Linked DNA regions of Mus musculus: region 2 is linked to region 1. Evidence: chromatin contacts called from public promoter capture Hi-C data. All regions are on one chromosome and are shown on one strand. Each heading gives the region's core, a stretch centred on a gene start, on an enhancer-like site or on the middle of the called end of the contact. The rest is flanking DNA. Distances are from core to core; before and after follow the strand shown.

Region 1 (3,375 bases), core at 564-3,063:
ACTATGTAGCCCTTGATAACCTAGAACTCACTATGTAGTCCAGGCTTGGCCTTCAGCTCGCAGAGGTCCACTTGCCTTGGGAGTTGAGAGATTAAAGGGATGCATCTCCACATGTGTCCAACAGTGCTTTTTAAAAATATTTTTAAAACCATGCTTACAGCCAGGCATAGTGGGCGTGCCTTTAATCCCAGTACTGGGGAGGCAGAGGTAGGTAGAGTTCTGAGTTGGAGGCTAGCCACATAGTAAGTCCCAGGATAGCTAGAACTATGTAAAGACCATGTCTCAAAAAAGATGCAAACATGTGTGTGTGTATATGTGTGTGTGTGTGTGTATATCTTGTTTGTTTAGTGTGTATGTGTGTGTACACTTGCACATAAAGGTCAGAGTACCACATTACAGGAGTCAGTTTTCTCCTTTTATCATGTATGGATGGAACACGGGTCCATCCATAGCATCCTTAGCAGCAGGTATCCTTATCCACTGAGCTATCTCAGCAGCCCCACATTGCTTATTGGATGTTTTTGGATGAGGATAGTTATATTAAAAAGGTTTCTGGTGTTGGTCTGGGTAGTTACCCTTTAACCCATCTCTAGAGCCTGTCTCTTGAGTTTGAGGCCAGCCTGGTATATGTAGCTAGACAAAGTTTCAAAAATGAACAGAATCCTGGGACTAGAACCCATTTGTAGAATGCTTGCATAAGAAGCTCTGGGTTCAATTTCCTGCATCTCCAGAGGGATTTTGTTCTGTAGTTTTAGTTTTTCAAGACAGAGTTTCTCTGTGTAGCCCTGGCTGTCCTGGAACTCACTCTGTAGACAAGGCTGGCCTCGAACTCAGAAATCCTTCTACCTCTACTTCAGGAGTGCTGGGATTAAAGATGTGCGCTGCCCTCCTCCACCCCAATTTGTTTTTGTTTTTTAAGGGCCCCGGTAAACAGTAAATTAACATGTGCATCCTGTTTGTCTTTGTAATGACTCAAATGTTGGGCTTCTGACCACTAGAGGGCAGCAGGCAGATACTAATGGAGTGGGCGGAGAGAAGGGTAATCAGGAGCAGACCAGACTCGCGGATAAACCAAACAGCACCGCCAGCCGACCCTAGGCGAGGAGAGCGCCACAGGCACCAAGGGAAGACTTGAAGTAGTGTCTGATCTCTACCGCTTCAGCAACCATCGCGTTTGGGTGGGCTCCAGACAGGCAAAGTGCCAGCAAATGGTCTCTGTAGCTGACTAGACAGACTATCAGACCCAAACCACCACTGGACCGTGAATGTTGCCCAGTGTGTTGCCTAGCCGCTTTCAGAATCCCAGCTTCTGGGTGTTGTGGAGGAAACCCCTTAGCCTCGGTAACTTTCACCAGGCCCTTCTTGTCTCTAGACCTCTAGACAGTTGGAAGCATCAGTCTTGACCCAGCCACCGGTTCAGATTCCTTGCCTTGCTTTCTCCTCCCCAGTTCAGCCCTGGCCAGGCCCCCAGGAAGAATTTCCAGGGCCAGAGGGCAGCCTAAGGCACAGATGCCCACCCCTGCAATGTTCCCGCCACCTGCCCAGTTCAGTACCCAGGGCCCAACCCCAGAGGGTGCGGAATGACAGATTCTGACAATCATTAAACCAGCCAGGCCTGATTTCCCAGCACCGCCTGCTAGGATCTGGGCCAAGTGGCACGGAATATGCAAATCACCTGGGACAGGGAGCCCAGTCTGAAGGCCAGGAAATCCCCAGCATCCAATGAGCCACCAGCTCAGGTTACAACCGGGGACGTACGCCGAAGACCTGGAGGGGAGGAGCTCCTGCTTTGCTCTATTTAGAGCGGGTGGGGGCAGCGCCCTGGCCACACTCATCACTGCTACCTGCGGAGCCTTCGACCGCTTAGATTTCTTCCCTTCCTGTGGCCTCAGAAGCCTGCTCACCCGCCTGCCACACCGAACCCTGACACACCTCGGTACGGTCACATTCCCTAACTCTGGCTTCAGGAACCGTCCAGTGGATTTACAGTTCTGAACTTAATCACTCAGGCTTGGAGGTTCCTAGCTGGAGTGTTGGGGCTACTGTGGGTGTATTCTGGGACTGGTCAGAGACCAGATCGGTGTCTTGGAGGGACAGGGTGGCTTCTTTGGTTCAGGAGCCCACGTGATTTGTGGAGAGAGCCCCAGAAGAATTTGTATCATGGTCCCACCCGCTTTGAGATTATTTTTATTTTTCGGAGCCGAATTTCCCAGTTTGGCGCCAGCTGGCCTGACCCTTCTAGGCTCAAGAGAGCATCCAACCTCAGCTTCCCCAAGTAGCTGGCTCTTGGTGGTGATGGTGGTGGTGGTGGTGGTGGTGGTGGTGGTGGTGGTGGTGTGTGTGTGTTTGTGTGTGTGTGGTGGAGGGGGGGGGTGTTGAAGAGAGAATGTCTACAGCAACACTGAACTTCCTGCCTCTCGGCTGTTGCTGCCCAGGCTTTGCCAGACAGAAATGGAAGTGTACCCTGACCTGTACCCTCCCCACCTTGTCTCCTCTTCCCAGGGGCCCTCATGGCTGCCACCTGTGAGATCAGCAACGTTTTTAGTAACTACTTCAACGCCATGTACAGCTCAGAAGACCCCACCCTGGCTCCTGCTCCTCCGACTACCTTTGGCACTGAAGACTTGGTGTTGACCCTGAACAACCAACAGATGACACTGGAAGGTCCAGGTGAGTGCTGTGTAAAATCTTTACAGACAGGACACCAATGATCTGAGAGGCTCTTAGATGATAAATGGACAGGGAGGAAGGGTATCCTGGAGTTAGTGGCTGGGGAGGATTTATTCATTCATATGTTTGTGTAGTACTGGGGAAAGAACCCAAACAAGACCTTATTTATGCTAGACTGTGTTCCTAGTCCCGAGAAGACTGTAGTGGCTGAGGTGGTGGGAATATAAGAACTGTGGTGACAGATTAAGGGAGGATGAACTTGAGAACTAGCCATGTTGTGATTGTGGATATGTATCTGTCCCTCTCCGCCCCTCCTCGGGTTGTGTAGGACCTCAGACAAGATCCCAAAGGGACAGGACTGATCCTCTGGCTGTACTCCACCTTGCAGAGAAGGCAAGCTGGACTAGCGAGCGGCCCCAGTTCTGGTCGAAGACCCAGGTTCTGGAGTGGATCAGCTACCAAGTGGAGAAGAACAAGTATGACGCCAGCTCCATCGACTTCTCCCGCTGCGACATGGACGGAGCCACCCTCTGCAGCTGTGCGCTGGAGGAGCTGCGGCTAGTCTTTGGACCTCTGGGAGACCAGCTCCATGCCCAGCTTCGGGACCTCAGTAAGTCTAGGCTGGGAGCCACAGGGCCTAGAGAGTGAGCGAGGTGGCTGGGACTTGGGCAGGAGGGTGCAGCCATCGAGCCCCTGCCGGAACCA
Region 2 (3,375 bases), core at 499-2,998, 86 kb before region 1:
AAACAAATGGAAATGTTAGCCACACAATGGAAAACTATTCAGCCGTGAAAAAGAACAAAGTGCTATTCCAAATTATGGAAGCTTGAAATCACATAATTTAAAGAAATCAGAACCCAAGCACTACAGGAAGGGTCCAGAATAGTAGTAGTAGTAGTAGTAGTAGTAGTAGTAGTAGTAGTAGTAGTAGTAGTAGTTGTTGTTGTTGTTGTTGTTGTGATAATAGTAGTAGTAGTATAAGTGATTGGTGGTAGACAAAGGGCACATGTGTCAGGGTGCACATACAGAGGTCAGAGGAAAACTTGTGAGAGTCAGGGATCAAATTCAGGTCACCAGGCTTGGAGATCTGAGCCATCTTGTCATCGTGCTAAAGGGTTTGGAGGTTATCAAAGAATAGTTTGGAATTCGGTAGTAAAAGTTGTGATTGCACAACTTTTTTAGTATGATTAAACAAAGACAAACCAGTCCATCGAACTGTACCCCTTTGGGGCAGTACTGGAGACTGAACCTAGGACTTACACAAGCGAGGCAAATGCTGTACCACTGGGCTACAGCCCAGCCCTGAACTGCATACTTCAGAAGGGTAAATCTTATAGTATATGAATTATATCTCAATGGAAAGAAAAGACAATTGAAAGCAATCTTGGCCTTAAATGTAAACAAATAATAGAGAAATTACAGCAAGTAAAACCACAACCTTTCTTTTTACCATTTCTTCTTTCCTTCCCTCTGCCCCACTCTTCCTGCCTTCTGCTGTCTTTCCCTCGTTCGTTTCTTTCTATTTGATTTTTTAAGTATCAATAACAGTGATGCTCCTGCCTCAGTGTCCTAGGTGCTGGGATTACAGGCACAAAGCCACCACACTGAATTAATTTCTTTTTTTTTTTTTTTTTTTTTGGTTTTTTTGAGACAGGGTTTCTCTGTATAGTCCTGGCTGTCCTAGAACTCACGTTGTAGACCAGGCTGGCCTCGAACTCAGAAATCTGCCTGCCTCTGCCTCCCGAGTGCTGGGATTAAAGGCGTGCGCCACCACGCCCGGCCTGAATTAATTTCTTATATTGCTTAAACTTTTATTTATTTATTTATCTTTGGTTTTTTAAGACAGGGCTTCTCTGTATAGCCCTGCCTGTCTTGGAACTCACTCTGTAGACCAGGCTGGCTTTGAACTCAGAGATCCATCTGCCTCTGCCTCCCAAGTGATGTGACTAAATTTTTTTTTTATTGTTATTTTTTGGGTTTTTCAAGACAGGGTTTTTGTGTAGCCATGTCTGTCTTAGAACTTCCTTTGTAGACCAGACTGGCCTCAAACTCACAGAGATCAATTTGCCTCAATCTCCTGGGTCCTGGGACTAAAAGCATGTACCACTATTTGTCTTAACAAATCCTTTTTAAGCAAAGGACACACTCTGTTTTTCAATTCCATTTGAGACTACAAGAGAGATAATGATTTCTAATTATCTCTGACTTGTAAAGATGTTTTAAAAATACCATCTTATATTGTACATTCCAAAGGAAATATAATGTGAAATTATACACATATACATGTACACGTGTATATATACATATATAGCTATATTGTAAAATTGATGAGACATGTCTCCTCAGGCTTAGGCATGTGAACATTCAGTCCTCAGCTGGTGTCAGTATCTGGTGCAGTCTTTTGGAAGTGTCACCATTACTAGAGGAGTCCATTACTGGGTGACCTTGGAAAGCTTAAACTCTGACCCTACAGTTCCAGCCCTTGCTTCCTGCTTTCAGTTAAAAATGTGATCTCCCAGCTTCCTGTTTCTGCATATGCGCATACACACACACACACACACACACACACACACACACACACACACACCCGCCCCATGCTGGTCCCTTGTCTCTCCAGAACTGGAAGCCAGATTCTGGCGGGCCACAAACAAGCTCCAGGAGCACACCTGGCTCTGCCTCCTCAGTGCAAGGATTGCAAGTCGTGCAAGCTGGCTCTGCCTGGGTTTTTATGTGGGTCCTGAGGCCTGAACTCAAGTCCTCTCCCTTGTACAGCAAGCCATTACTGAGCGTGTGGCCAATGGTGGCTGTAGGGGACGATTTAAGCCTAGGATGTCTGTCACTTCTCCTGGGACCCATTTTTTTGTTTGTTTGTTTGTTTGTTTGTTTGTTTCTGATGAACTATAAAACTCTAGGCTTGTATGGTGGCTCCAGTGTCCTTAGCAAGAGGCAAGCTGGGAGATCACCGCCTCTTCCAAAGCAAAGTTTGGGGACAAAAAGCTTCAAGAGAGAAAGACAAAGCAGTTTTGAAGAGAGGACTGAAGTTTCATGAGTTAAATCAAATCTATGGTGAGGGAGAAGGGTGGGAAGGGGAGTCAGGACCCCAGGCTCCCCTGGGCCAGCAGAAGAAGGAATCACAACAGAAAGGCCAAAAGTGCTTTTCAGCAGCCATTCTTCTCAACCTGTCAAAGCTCGTGCAGACCCAGTCAGACCTCGGCTCAGAGTGGAGTTTTCAGGGTGTGCACAGGGTCAGGACTCTGAGGCAGCCACCAGGACTCAACAGCACTTAGCCTTAAAGATGCAAATGTGCAAGTGTACTCACTCTCTGCTCTAGCAGAGAAAGAGGTTGGTTGGGTCTGTTTGTTTTCTGTTGAGTTACACACAATCTGAGCCAGCAATATGGCTCAGTGGGTAAAGGGGCTTGTTGCACAAGCCTAATGACCTGGGATAAAGTATCAGAACCTGTATAAAAGTGGACAGAGAGGGCTGGAGAGATGGTTCAGTGGTTAAGAGCACTGTCTGCTCTTCCAAAGGTCCTGAGTTCAAATTCCAGCAACCACATGGTGGCTCACAACCATCCGTGATGAGATCTGACACCTTCTTCTGGGGTGTCTGAAGACAGCTACAGTGTACTTACATATAATCAATAAATAAATCTTTTTTTAAAAAAGTGGACAGAGAGAAACGACTCCACAAAACTGTCTTCTGCACACACACACACACACCATATGCACACACATATACAGTAAAGTATTTGTCTTCTTTTAACTTATACATGATTTGTTTCAAGTTAAGGACAAAAGAGAGAATTCAGACCCTTCTTGGGCACCAGCTATATGACCTCAGGAAGGCTCAGTTTCCTCATCTGTCATACCAGGCACACAGGAGGCTCACATGTGACACATATGTACCCACAAGGGTTGACACAGACAGGGGGCATTAGACTCATCATCGCTGTGGCTGAATGAATCTGGCCATATATGTGATTCTTAAGATGCCAGCCAGGTAGTCCACCTGTGTCTGCGGGTGTGCGGTGCTTCTCTGTGGTTTTCATAAAGAGGAATTACCTTGCTTCCCTTCGTGTTGTGTGCATCTGGCATAGCACTTCAGCGTGTGTTTATG

Evidence for each region. Promoter capture Hi-C pulls out the DNA fragments that hold promoters and counts their contacts.
Region 2: a contact with region 1 is called in a promoter capture Hi-C map of the HPC-7 cell line, with 2.4 times the contacts expected there. The contact joins the enhancer-like site here to the promoter of Elf3 in region 1. A contact is called at or near these places in 14 of 39 promoter capture datasets (the C10 cell line, the HPC-7 cell line, cranial neural crest and 10 more), 13 of 484 Hi-C or Micro-C datasets (the G1E-ER4 cell line, the HPC-7 cell line, bone marrow-derived macrophages and 3 more), 8 of 115 datasets of contacts at active chromatin or transcription factors (cardiomyocytes, embryonic stem cells, epiblast stem cells and 1 more) and 4 of 9 other capture datasets (adipose tissue, embryonic stem cells, liver and 1 more).

What each region holds. Positions count from the first base shown.
Region 1 is chr1:135,256,910-135,260,284 of GRCm38.p6, reverse strand. It overlaps Elf3 (E74-like factor 3), which reads left to right and starts at 1,813. Exons shown (of 9, transcript NM_007921.3): 1 at 1,813-1,936; 2 at 2,503-2,670; 3 at 3,059-3,280. The coding sequence starts at 2,511.
Region 2 is chr1:135,342,649-135,346,023 of GRCm38.p6, reverse strand. The region is part of intron 1 of Lmod1 (leiomodin 1 (smooth muscle)); the gene reads right to left. Among named protein-coding and RNA genes, the nearest start is that of Lmod1, 20 kb to the right of the region's middle. Within about 2 kb of position 1,748, at least 1 of the 459 cell types and tissues checked has an H3K27ac peak or open chromatin away from gene starts, as enhancers often do. A contact at or near this core is called in the HPC-7 cell line, where this site is marked.